3 separate regions of the Ovis aries genome follow, and all the other regions are linked to region 2. The links are chromatin contacts, called in public Hi-C maps. All regions are on one chromosome and are shown on one strand. Each heading gives the region's core, a stretch centred on a gene start, on an enhancer-like site or on the middle of the called end of the contact. The rest is flanking DNA. Distances are from core to core; before and after follow the strand shown.

What was found. Hi-C and Micro-C count contacts between places; a contact is called where the count stands out from the background.
Region 1: a contact with region 2 is called in a Hi-C map of tail adipose tissue, with 7 times the contacts expected there. The contact joins the enhancer-like site here to the promoter of IGFBP5 in region 2. A contact is called at or near these places in 2 of 16 Hi-C or Micro-C datasets (skin fibroblasts and tail adipose tissue).
Region 3: a Hi-C map of tail adipose tissue shows a contact between it and region 2, with 14 times the contacts expected there. The contact joins the enhancer-like site here to the promoter of IGFBP5 in region 2. A contact is called at or near these places in 10 of 16 Hi-C or Micro-C datasets (hypothalamus, liver, mesenteric adipose tissue and 5 more).

Annotation. Positions count from the first base shown.
Region 1 is chr2:219,520,034-219,524,136 of ARS-UI_Ramb_v3.0, forward strand. No RefSeq gene overlaps it. Among named protein-coding and RNA genes, the nearest start is that of TNS1, 640 kb to the right of the region's middle. Within about 2 kb of position 2,043, at least 3 of the 54 cell types and tissues checked have an H3K27ac peak or open chromatin away from gene starts, as enhancers often do. A contact at or near this core is called in tail adipose tissue, where this site is marked.
Region 2 is chr2:218,686,326-218,690,378 of ARS-UI_Ramb_v3.0, forward strand. IGFBP5 (insulin like growth factor binding protein 5) reads right to left here and starts at 2,517. Exons shown (of 4, transcript NM_001129733.1): 1 at 2,171-2,517. The coding sequence starts at 2,504.
Region 3 is chr2:219,221,769-219,225,358 of ARS-UI_Ramb_v3.0, forward strand. No RefSeq gene overlaps it. Among named protein-coding and RNA genes, the nearest start is that of TNP1, 360 kb to the left of the region's middle. Within about 2 kb of position 1,718, at least 8 of the 54 cell types and tissues checked have an H3K27ac peak or open chromatin away from gene starts, as enhancers often do.

The sequences.
Region 1 (4,103 bases), core at 793-3,292, 830 kb after region 2:
AATCAAGATTGCCAGGAGAAATCTCAATAACCTCAGATATGCACCACCCTTATGGCAGAAAGTGAAGAGGAACTGAAAAGCCTCTTGATGAAAGTGAAAGAAGAGAGTGAAAAAGTTGGCTTAAAGCTCAACATTCAGAAAACGAAGATCATGGCATCTGGTCCCATCACTTCATGGGAAATAGATGGGGAAACAGTGGAAACAGTGTCAGACTTTATTTTCTTGGGCTCCAAAATCACTGCAGATGGTGACTGCAGCCATGAAATTAAAAGATGCTTACTCCTTGGAAGAAAAGTTATGACCAACCTAGATAGTATATTCAAAAGCAGAGACATTACTTTGCCAACTAAGGTCCGTCTAGTCAAGGCCATGGTTTTTCCAGTAGTCATGCATGGATGTGAGAGTTGGACTGTGAAGAAGGCTGAGCATGGAAGAATTGATGCTTTTGAAGTGTGGTGTTGCAGAAGACTCTTGAGAGTCCCTTGGACTGCAAGGAGATCCAACCAGTCCATTCTGAAGGAGATCAGCCCTGGGATTTCTTTGGAAGGAATGATGCTAAAGCTGAAACTCCAGTACTTTGGCCACCTCATGCGAAGAGTTGACTCATTGGAAAAGACTCTGTTGCTGGGAGGGATTGGGGGCAGGAGGAGAAGGGGATGACTGAGGATGAGATGGCTGGATGGCATCACTGACTCGATGGACGTGAGTCTGAGTGAACTCTGGGAGTTGGTGATGGACAGGGAGGCCTGGTGTGCTGTGATTCATGGAGTCGCAAAGAGTCGGACACAACTGAGCAACTGAACTGAACTGAACTGAGACAATTTGTCCCTCTTCCTCTCTTTGGCTACTATGTGTCTGAACTGAGTTTAGAGAATTAAACAATGTCTGCCCACTTCATTCATTAAACAATTGTCAGAAGCTATACTTCCATAAAAACCAGGAAAAAAAAATCAACAAAGATTAGAGAATTTCCATTGGTCCTCAAAGACCCAAGAGATACATACAAGATGTCTTTGCACACTGAAATAAACCTGATATGCTCTGTACTATTTCAATGACCTAGAAAATAATAGATGTATGAGAAGTATATTTTGATGAAATAAACAAATTATATATTTTACAGAGGGAAGAAAAAGAAAAACAATTGTCTACTGGGAGCAAAGTTCCTGCCCAGCATTATGCTAGCCACAGACCATGGTGACAAGCAGGACAGACATGGGGACAGGGAAGGGAGTCAGTCTGTAAATAAATGTCCATCCAACCTGTGATAAGTACTTAATTAGGCAATAACTGAAGCGCTGTGAAAGGAAATAATGGGGTCAGAGTCATGGGAGGTCAAAGAGGTCATGGAAGTCCAAGAAGGTCACATCAGGCTTTTTTGTAGAGAAGACATTTACACATATTGAGGATGACATGGAGATAGGGAAAAAAAATGGAAAGAAAGAAGTGAAGAGACTTGGAGAAGAAAACAGAGAAACAACTCTGAAAGACAGAAAAGAGCTTGCAGTCTTCTAAGAATTGTAGAAAAGACAAAAATTATTTTGACATAAAATAGAGCCTCCAGTCCTTGCAGAATGAGGCAGAAGACAGTGATACAACGAGATGAGAAAGCAGGCAGTCTGGAAACCTTAGATTTTATTCTAGGTGCACTGGGGAATCACTGAGCAAGGTTGTGTGTACCTTGAGAGAAATTCCTGTGTTGTTCTAGGGTGACTCTGAGACCCAACCCAGCACCAGCCCCCAAATACCATCCTCAATTCCCACTCCCATGCCCAGTCCCAGGGCCAGAGGGAGCTGTGATCATGTGAAATTGTTTCACAGATTCTTTACTCCTCTGATAGAGGCAATAAAGAGATACGGTTCAAATCAGTCCATTTGGTGACCTCTGAGAAACTGGAAAGTTTGGTCAATGATCAACACTCAGCAAAAATGAGATTTTTGAATTATTGTTAGAAGCTTCAGTGATTCAGCCTCTCCCTGTCCCCCATGACTGTGAATAATCCCAACTCTGTTATAGGACAGTACAGGCCTACTTAGGCCAGAGGATGTTTGCCAGATATTTCTGCTCTGGGTGGTTACAGAAAACAACATCTAACAACAACTCAGACCTCTTGTGGTCAGAGACTCACACTACGCCCAGATGTGCTGAGCAAGGGTAGCTTTATGTCTCTGTAACTGATATGATCCTCCCCAGAGGCCCACGTGTGCTGAGAAAAGAAAAAAGTAAATGTAATCCAATTGGGTCATTTCAGTCAAATACAATAAGCAATAATAATGCTTTTAGGTAAAATGCTCAGGTTCTCAGACTTTGACCTTTTCTTATTCAAATGTGGTTGATTTACCAACCTTATGGAAGAAAGGGAAGAACTAAAGAGGCTCTTGATGAAAGTGAAAGAGGAGAGTGAAAAAGTTGGCTTAAAACTCAACATTCAGAAAACTAAGATAATGGCATCCGGTCCCATCACTTCATGGCAGATAGAGACAGAAACAATGGAAACAGTGTCAGACGTTATTTTCTTGGGCTCCAAAGTCACTGCAGATGGTGACTGCAGCCATGGAATTAAAAGACGCTTGCTCCTTGGAAGAAAATTTATGACCAACCTAGATAGTATATTAAAAAGCAGAGACATTACTTTGCCAACAAAGGTCCATCTAGTCAAAGCTATCATTTTTCCAGTAGTCATGTATGGATGTGAGAGTTAGACTATAAAGAAGTCTGAACACGGAAGAATTGATGCTTTTGAAGTGTGGTGTTGGAGAAGACTCTTGAGAGTCCCTTGGACTGCAAGGAGATCCAACCAGTCCATCCTAAAGGAAATCGGTCCTGAATATTCATTGGAAGGACTGATGCTGAGGCTGAAACTCCAATACTTTGGTCACCTGATGGGAAGAAATGATTCATTGGAAAAGACCTTGATGCTGGGAAAGATTGAAGGTGGGAGGAGAAGGGGACAACAAAAGATGAGATAGTTAGAATGGCATCACAGACTCAATGGACATGAGCTTGAGTAAGCTCTGGGAGTTGGTGATGGACAGGGAGGCCTGGTGTGCTACAGTCCATGGGGTAGCAAAGAGTCAGAGACGACTGAGGGACTGAAGTGAACTGAACTGAGTTGATTTACAATACTGTGTTAGTTTCAGGTATACAGCACAGTGATTTGGTTATAAATATATATGTGTGTGGGCTTCCCTAGTGGCTTGGTGGTAAAGAATCCGTGTGCGATGCAGGACACACCAGTTCAATCTCTGGGTCAGGAAGATCCCCTGGAGAAGGAAATGGCAACCCACTCCAGTATTCTTGGCTGGGAAATCCCACGGACAGAGGAGTCTGGTGGGCTACAGTGCATGGGGTCCCAAAAGAGTTGGATGCAACTTAGCAACAAAACAACAATGATTTATTCTGCTTTTCTATTCTTTTCCATTGTAGCTTATTACAAGATATTAAATATAGTTCACTGTGAAAGTGAAAGTGAAGTCGCTCAATCGTGTCCGACTCTTTGTGACCCCATGGACTGTGTAGCCTATCAAACTCCTCTGTCCATGGGGTTTTCCAGGCAAGAGTGCTGGAGTGGATTGCCATTTCCTTCTCCAGGAGATCTTCCCAACCCAGGGATCGAACCCGGGTCTCCCGCATTGCAGGTAGACGCTTTACCGTCTGAGCCACCAGGAAGATCTAGTTCCCTGCGCTATACAGTAAATCCTTGTTGTTTAATCTATTTTATACATGGTAGTGTGCATTTGTTAGTCCCATATTCCCAATTTATCCCTCCACTCCCCTTCCTTTTTGGTAACATTTTTTTTTTCCTGTGTCTCCGGGTCTGTTTCTGTTTTATAAATAAGTTCATTTGTACTACATTTTTAGATTTCCCTGACTCGATGGACATGAGTCTGAGCAAGCTCCAGAAGTTGGTGATGGACAGGGAAGCCTGGCGTGCTCCCGTCCATGAGGTTGCAACAAGTCGGACATGAGTGAGCAACTGAACTGAACTTAAATTCCACATAAAAGTGATATCTTACAAAAGTCGCCCTTCTCTGTCACACTCATTTCATTTAACATGCTAACCTCTAGGTCCATCTCAGACTTTGACTTTGTCTCCTGCCCT
Region 2 (4,053 bases), core at 1,267-3,766:
TTTCAGAGGGGTTGGGATGGGTGGGGGGAGGAGGGGGAGGCCGCTCCGTGCTTCAAGGCACTTTGAAGGTGGGGGCTGAGGAAGGGGCTGCAGAGAAGTCTAAAGGGCATCTCATCTTGCTTGGAACAAAAGCTCTTGTGTGTGTGTTGGGGGTGGGGAGGGGTTGGGATTGAACTGGAAAGTTGGATGCGCCAGTTTGCTCTCCCAGCAATTGCGCGCGCTCACCCTCCACACCAACCACATCACACCAACCACACGGCTGGGCAAATAAAAGTGGGGCCAGAATGCGGCCAAGCGATACCTTGCATACTTTCGCTGTGACCGGATTGTTACCCAGAGCTCTCTCTCCCAAGCCAGGAAATCGATTCATGCCTTTCCCCCCCTCGGTGCCGGTGCTAAGCTTTTCCACACATCTCACAAGATGAAGGGAGGTGGGGCGGGACCGCCTTTGAAAATTGGCTCTTAATAAAAATAACTTCACCAACCGTCCTCAGGGGCCTCCGGGACCTGCACATTGCCCTCTCCCTTTTTTGCTGGCCGTAAACTGGAGAAACGCTACCTCTTGCAAAGCTGGACAGACAAAACCTGCAGGGTTTGCGGGAATCCACGTCGAGCCCAGGAAAGCTCTCGTGCCTCTCTTCTCAACCGCAGACGCACTCCTTTCCTACATGAGAGTGTCTGTAGTTTACAGTTAAGACAACTCGTGTTGGGGTGCTCGTAATGGACGGAGATAGGAGGGAAAGGCATTGTCCCAGTAAGAAGATACCTTACAGAATAAATGCAATTTAGCCAAGTCTTAACCCCTTTGGGGGAGGACCAATGCTCAGAACCCAGACTTTTGTGTATAGTTCATTAAACTTAAAAAAAAAAAATCAAGTAACTTTCCAAGAGGAAGCCGAAGTGTTTCAATTGAACAAGCAGCTCTGTCAACCTTTTAAACTCCAGAACTGAGAATTTGGGGGCGGGGCAGCCTGGGGGCGGGGCTACTTGGAGGTGGAGGGGAGGCGCCTGGTGCGTGGCTTTTCCGTCTCCGCCCCCTTGATTTTGCATTCTGCATTTCCAGGGCCCCTCTTCCATTTACACCACACCCACTTGTGATCTGGCTTGAGAGCTCGAGGGGCGACGCGACAGCGTGGGGGATTAGCACTGGCGGGGAAGCCGCGGTGTCTGAATTTCACATCTCTTCTTGTTTCCCAGCCCTATATCTACCTTTCTTCCTAGGTAAAATCTGAATAGGAGCAGGGGAAAGGAGCTCGATTCAGGAACAGCCAGCCCTGGAACATCAAGCCCACCTTTCCCATTCCTTTCCCTCACTACCCCCACCCCCCCGCCCCCGACTTGCTCCACCTCCCCGCCGCCTCTGAGCTTGCCCAAAGTCACCTTTCCTTTCCTGGGAGGAAAAAGAGATATTTTGCATTTCAGTATCTTTTACATACGACCAGTCAATCGCATCAAGTCAAGAGCAATGAGTGTGCACGTGGGAGGGGCATCAAAGCCCCCGCCCCAAAGGCAAGAGCTACCAAGGGTGCGTGCGTGCGTGTGTTATGTGTGCACGTGAGTGTGCGTGTGCGCCCGTGTGGGGGGGGGGCGGGGTAGGAGAATAGAAACGTCAAAGACGGACTGGTAGGGGGGTGGGGGGCTGGGAGGGACAAAGGTAGAATTAGCACCGAAAACCGGTAACGCCTCTCTCTCCAGGTCCCCAGTTGAAGCAATATTTTAACAAAAGGCATTTTTTTTTCAAGTTCAGAAAAAAAACAAAACCCACAGCATATTGGAGGTGGTGGAGAGGGAGTTGATCATATAAGATGCACACTTTCGGACTGGAGATTGAGTACCTGAGGATTTGCATCTAGAGAAGAAATAGGAGCTCAGAGTCACCGTTTAGTCGAGGGGGGAGGGGTGGGGTGAAGAAGGTGGGGGTAGGGACGAGGAGAAGGAGCGAAAACCCGGAGAGGCTCGGCTAGACCGACTCCTGGGGTAGCAGGATCGGCTGGGGCTCCGATTCCGAAGTGCAGGGACCCTCCCCGCCCTCCTCTCGGCCAGCACCCCGGCTCTAAGCCACTTGCTGGGCAGAGCGCTCGGGGCCAGCCTGTCCCGTGCCCCCCCACAACCACCCCCCCCGCCCCCGCCCGTGCGCCGTGTAGCTCTCTGGCACACGGAGCGCGCTCACCGATCTTGGCTTGCTCGCGGTAGCTCTTTTCGTTCAGGCAAACCCCGCGGCCGTGCAGCAGGGCGTGCAGCGGCTTCTCCTCGTCCTGCCGGGGGAGGCAACGCAGCCCCTGGGCGCAGCGCTCAGTGTAGACGCCGCACGACTGCCCCTCGGCCAGGGCGCAGGTCATGCAGCAGCCGCAGCCCGGCTCCTTGACCAGCTCGCAGCCCAGGGGGCTGGGGGGGCACATGGAGAGGGCTTTCTCGTCGCAGGGCTCGCAGTGCACGAAGGAGCCCAGACCCTGGGCCGGCCCCGCACAGGCGGCCAGAAGCAGGAGGAGCGCGGTGAGCACCATCTTTTCCGAGTCTCCCCCTTTACCTGGGGCGGGGCAGGAGCGCGAGAGTGCAGGGAGAGAGGGGCCAGGAGGGAGCGCGGAGCAATGTTCTTTTTTGAAAAAAATTTCTGGCAGGTAGAGCAGGTGCCCTCCCCCGGACAATTGCAAAATGTAGGGAGCGATGGAGGGCTGGAGTGCCTGCAAGCAAGTCTCAATTGCAAAGATTACAGACTTGCAACAGGTAGGGGGAAAGGGAGCAGCGCCAGGTGCATGCAGAGGAATCGGAGGCTGGAGAAACAAATCCCCTTCCCCACGAGTCTGACCTGGTCAGAATTGCGGCGGGGGAGCCAAAAATGGTTCACCCCCCAACAACCACCGGAAAAAAAGAGCTCGGAGGCTGTGAGAGAGGCAGTGGGGGGGGGGGCGGGAGAAAAATAGATTTCTTCTTCAAAATTTTTGTTTAAAATCTCAAAGTACACCCTGCTCCTTTCTAACCCTCAGCTGCCAGCGGCGCGCGGCTGCTGCGGAACAGGTAAGAGGCGGCGGCTGCAGCCGCGAAGGCGGAGGAAAAATGTGGAAATCAAGAAATTAAAAAAAAAAAAAAAGAAAAAACACACCAAACCCCCAACACCTCTTTTCTCCCACTCTGCTAGCACCTTTTCGAAATTCGCAGGTTCTGCGTGAAGCCCGAAGAAAGGTGCAAACGGAGGAGAGGGTAGTAAAGAAGAGGAGGGGAAAAGGAAAAAAAAGGAAAAAACCCACACCGCTTTGCAGCTCTTTCCTAGCTCTTTTTCCCCCGGCAGAAGTTTCCAAAGAGACTACGGGCTCCGGTTGAGCCGGCGCTTTTAAATAGACGGCCCCTGGCTGCCAGCCAGTTTGTAGCTGCAATTTGAGCTCCCCAACACCCAACCCAGGCAAGGATGCCAAGGAGTACAAACTCACACGGGATGGGGGTGGGGAGAGGCCTTCTAGACACACGGGGGCTCCCCTTCGCTGCCTGAACAGCTCCCTCCTCTCCCTAGAATGGAAGAAAGTGATGAGGGGACGGGGGAGGGGGGCTCGGGGAACAGGGCTGGAGCTGCCCAGAGAGGGAGAGGAGGTGGGGGTCGAGGGGGAGAATTCTTGCAGCGCGGTGGATACAATAAGGAGCAACTCATCTCCCGTCCCTCCCACCCCTTAGCTAGCCAAGGCGCAGGCTGGAGGGAGAAGAATTTTCTTATTAGCCAACTGGATATATAGAGTGCCCAAGAAATGCTACCTTAGCTTTGGGAAATGGCTGTCTGCTGGTGTCTGAGTGACCAAGTAAGGGTGTGTGTGTGTGTGTGTTGGAATGGGTGTTAGTGTAAGATGGCCAGCGATGGGTGGTGAGGGGAAATAGAAAAGAGACACTAAATTCCCCCCTAAAAATCTGGGGAAGGGGATTTAATCTAGTGTTTCTGTTGCTGGTGAAGTGACTGTCTTTGGTTGTAGGGGGAAGGGGCCGTTTTTCTTTAGCTACACTGTTGGCCCAGGGAAGCTCTGTGTGTGTGTGTGTGTGTGTTGTGTGTGCATACTGTGTGTACTTGCACCA
Region 3 (3,590 bases), core at 468-2,967, 530 kb after region 2:
CTACCCAAGAGTTCTTTTCACTAGAGGATAGACGAAAGAAGAAAGGAGGAGAAATCAGTGTTACAAACATTGCCATAGATGTTTTCCTCTTTGGAGAAAATGAACTAGACATGGCAACCCTCAGAGGTCTTTGTAAGCCTGATGAAAATTTCTTGGATTTCATAATTTTTTACTTAAAGAAAAATTTGATATTCTTTGTCCAGTTATGTAGATGGCATTTTGGCTGATGTTTTCTGGGGTGGATAAGTGTGACTCTAAGAAGCTGCTAATCGTGCAGTGCCTCTGGCTGGGAGGCTATTTAAAGGCTGCTATCTTGATGTGATGCATATTTGCATCTGTTTTTCATGCCTTTCCAAAGTGGAATTCCATTTGCTTCCCCTTTTGGTATGGAGAGGAGAATGGCCAAACCCCAAATGATAAATTCTGATGAACATAATACACACTTGTTTATCAACTTTTATGGATAGACTTCTTATGCCTAGTTTATTCTGGGAGAAAGAATATTATTAGTACAAGGAGGGGAAAAAGCTGGGTTGAGGAAGCAATAATAGAAGTCGATTAGAAGAGAATAAAAAGGAATAGAGTAAGTGGTAAGGAAGCCATCAAGGTGTATCACTTACTAATATATGGTTCCAGATTTCCTCTCTCAAGGAAGATCGGGACATGTGGAAAACCTGCTTGTCTATTTGTGCCCTGCAGAGCAGGGAGGAGGGTCTCAGGGGAAGATTCAGCAGAGAAGTAAAGCAGGTGTTTCCTGCTACCTGTGCCTCAGAGGAGAGCTCAGAGCCCCAGGAGTGAGTTCCCACAGCAGCACAAATCATAGGAAGCCACACTTTTCAACCAGCCTTAACTCAGAGGTCAGACACATCTGCCATCACCTCCCAGACTTCCTCTCTCTGTCTCTATCAGTCTCTGACAGAGTGTCTCTAGCTTCAAATAAGGAAAAAGCTAATGTGGATATATTGTATGGACAGTTTTTTTCTATCCTCCTTTCTCAGGTTGTCTGCTTTTTGAGGTTTAGTATCTATATTGATCTTTGTTGTGCCATTTCTTCTCCTAAAATAAGTGAAAACAATAGGTAAACTTGAACTTGCACACCATGACACTAAAAGGTACTGGGTCATTTAGCTCTACAAAACATGTTCTTTACTTCCATAAAAATAAGTTTGAAAACCAACATTCGTGGGAAGGAAATTTTCATATTTGCATTAATATGTCAGCTACACTTTTTATATATCTCTTTTGTCTCTGCTACTCTCTCTCTATCTGGCTCTCTCTTTCCTTTTCTCTCTAACAGTGAAGTATCCAGGAGAAGAAAAATACAATTGAAATGTGGTATGTTTGTGTGTGTGAGTCTGCCTTACATCTAAATGTTGCAAAGCAACTAAAAGAATTTAAAATATATATATTTGCATATTTTAGATAAAGGGAGAGTTAAAGGGGAAAAAAGAAGGGAAGGAAAGCAGAAGTATGAAGGGAATAAGGAAGGGAGATGATGAGAGAAGGAGAGAAGGAAAGGAGAGAGGAGAAGGAAGACAGATGAGTTGAGACACTCAACTGCAAAGCAAAGACGCCATATATCTCCAGGTATTTTGTCTACAGCAGACCAAACATCAGGCTTTGGGAAGCATTTGGAAGACACAATGCTCCTTTCACTGCACAGACAACTGTTGACAGTGCTATCGCCTCTTGCTCTGTGTGTATGTGTCTATCCCTTTCAAGCCTTTTTGTGGTCAGATTATAAAGGCCTGTTCAGTGGGTGGGGTGACGTCACACTGACCACAAAAGCTTATATTTCCTGCTACTAAATACACAGCCCCTGCTGACGAAGTGGTCATTACAGAGCAAGCTTGTTCTGCCAAGGTCACCATGAGTGGGGATAAAGGCAGGGGGAGGGGGCCCAGTAGAGAGGGCAGAGCCATTATTCCCCTGTGCGTCTGTCTGCCTGCTGATCCTCATCTTGTTAGAACTGAAAGATGAAAATAGAAGTCCCTTTGTGTTTCCTCCAGATCTTTGTCCTTAAGGATGCTGAGGTATCCTGGGACGCAACATGGTGGAGAGAAAGGAACGGACAAATTCCAGGCCAGATTGCAATCTCCTCATTTATATGCTGAGTAATTTTACCTCTTCCTTCAGGTCTCATCGTTACAATCCCCATTTTACCAAAGAGGAACGAGCCTCATGTAGGAATCAAATGAGATCATGCCTTTTAAAGCAATCACAATTGGTTTTATTTTCAGGGTGTCATTCAAATCTTAATATCATTTCTTTGATCCTCCTACTCACCTTCCTTGTGATGAATAAGAACTGCAGTTCTCTCCTCTTGAGAGGAGAGAGTAAAGGATAAGGGTTTTATTTTTGAAAATTTCTTTGAATTTTATTTTTGCTGAGGTCACAGTGAGGATAATTTTTTTTTTAAAGTGAAAGAAACTAAATAAATTTACATGGTAAGATAAGACTTAGCAAATTAATCAAAGAAAGCCATACCAATTGCTAGAGGGGCAGAAGGATAAGAGAGGACGCAGGTGAGATCCCACGGAAGAAATAGCATTTGGGTTGGGAATAGTGCATAAGAACTTGACAGGCAGAGATGGAGAAAGGGTGGTCATTATCACGGATCATGACCATGAACTCCTAGGTACCACCTGACATTAAAACAGAATGATCTGAGGGCTTATGCCATAAGTCTTTGGCAAAATCCACACCTCAGGTGAAATGAAGTTGTGTGCATGCAACTTTAGAGTATTTCATACAGTCATGGCGATTTCAACTTTGAGAGAAGTGGAAAACCACTGCTCAATCAAGACCATACAGAATTTTGCTACTCTCAGTTCTGAGCTCTTGACAAAGTAGGATTCAAATTCCCTACATTTTTCTTTCTTTTTCACCCTTCTGGTGAAGGACTATTACACACAGGGCCTCAGACCCAAACAGGACTTTGGAATGAGTCCACATGACATTCAGCAAAAGGACATCTTTGTTATTATCCATATAATTTAGGTGGCCTGGACAACCAGTCTGGATATTCTAGCATCTGACATGTTTCTGTAGGCCAGGGTTGTCTAGGTTGGTTCTCCATACAAACCAAAAAATCGGAAAATTGCCATGTTCCTTTGGGCCATGCGTGTCACCAGCCCTTACTGGGACACATTTTCTGCCAGGGCCACTGTTTAACTTTAAGGGCCTCCAGTAGGCCTAAGGCCAGGCAGTTCACCTGATCCAAGGCTATGGCTGGGTTGGACATCTGAGTTACTCCCCACAAGTTGCCACCCCCTGGCTCAGGCATAAAGCCTTAGCTCCATTAATCATCCTTTTCCTGGAGCACACTAGATGAACTCCTGGCTTGGAATAGAACTATCATTTTCATTTCCTAATTTTAAAAAGTGTTTGTTTGGTAACAGGGAAGACAGGCCAGAAAGGCAGCCTCAAAGTCCCACCATAGGGGAAAAAAATGCAGACAGAAGGTCCCGGGACACTTTCTTCTGAACTCACCTCCCCTGCAATGCTGGGGACTATGCCAGAAAATGAGGTCTCTGCTGGGAATGGAGCCTTGCAAAAGGGATGGCCACCATCAATTTTTGGGTAGAGCT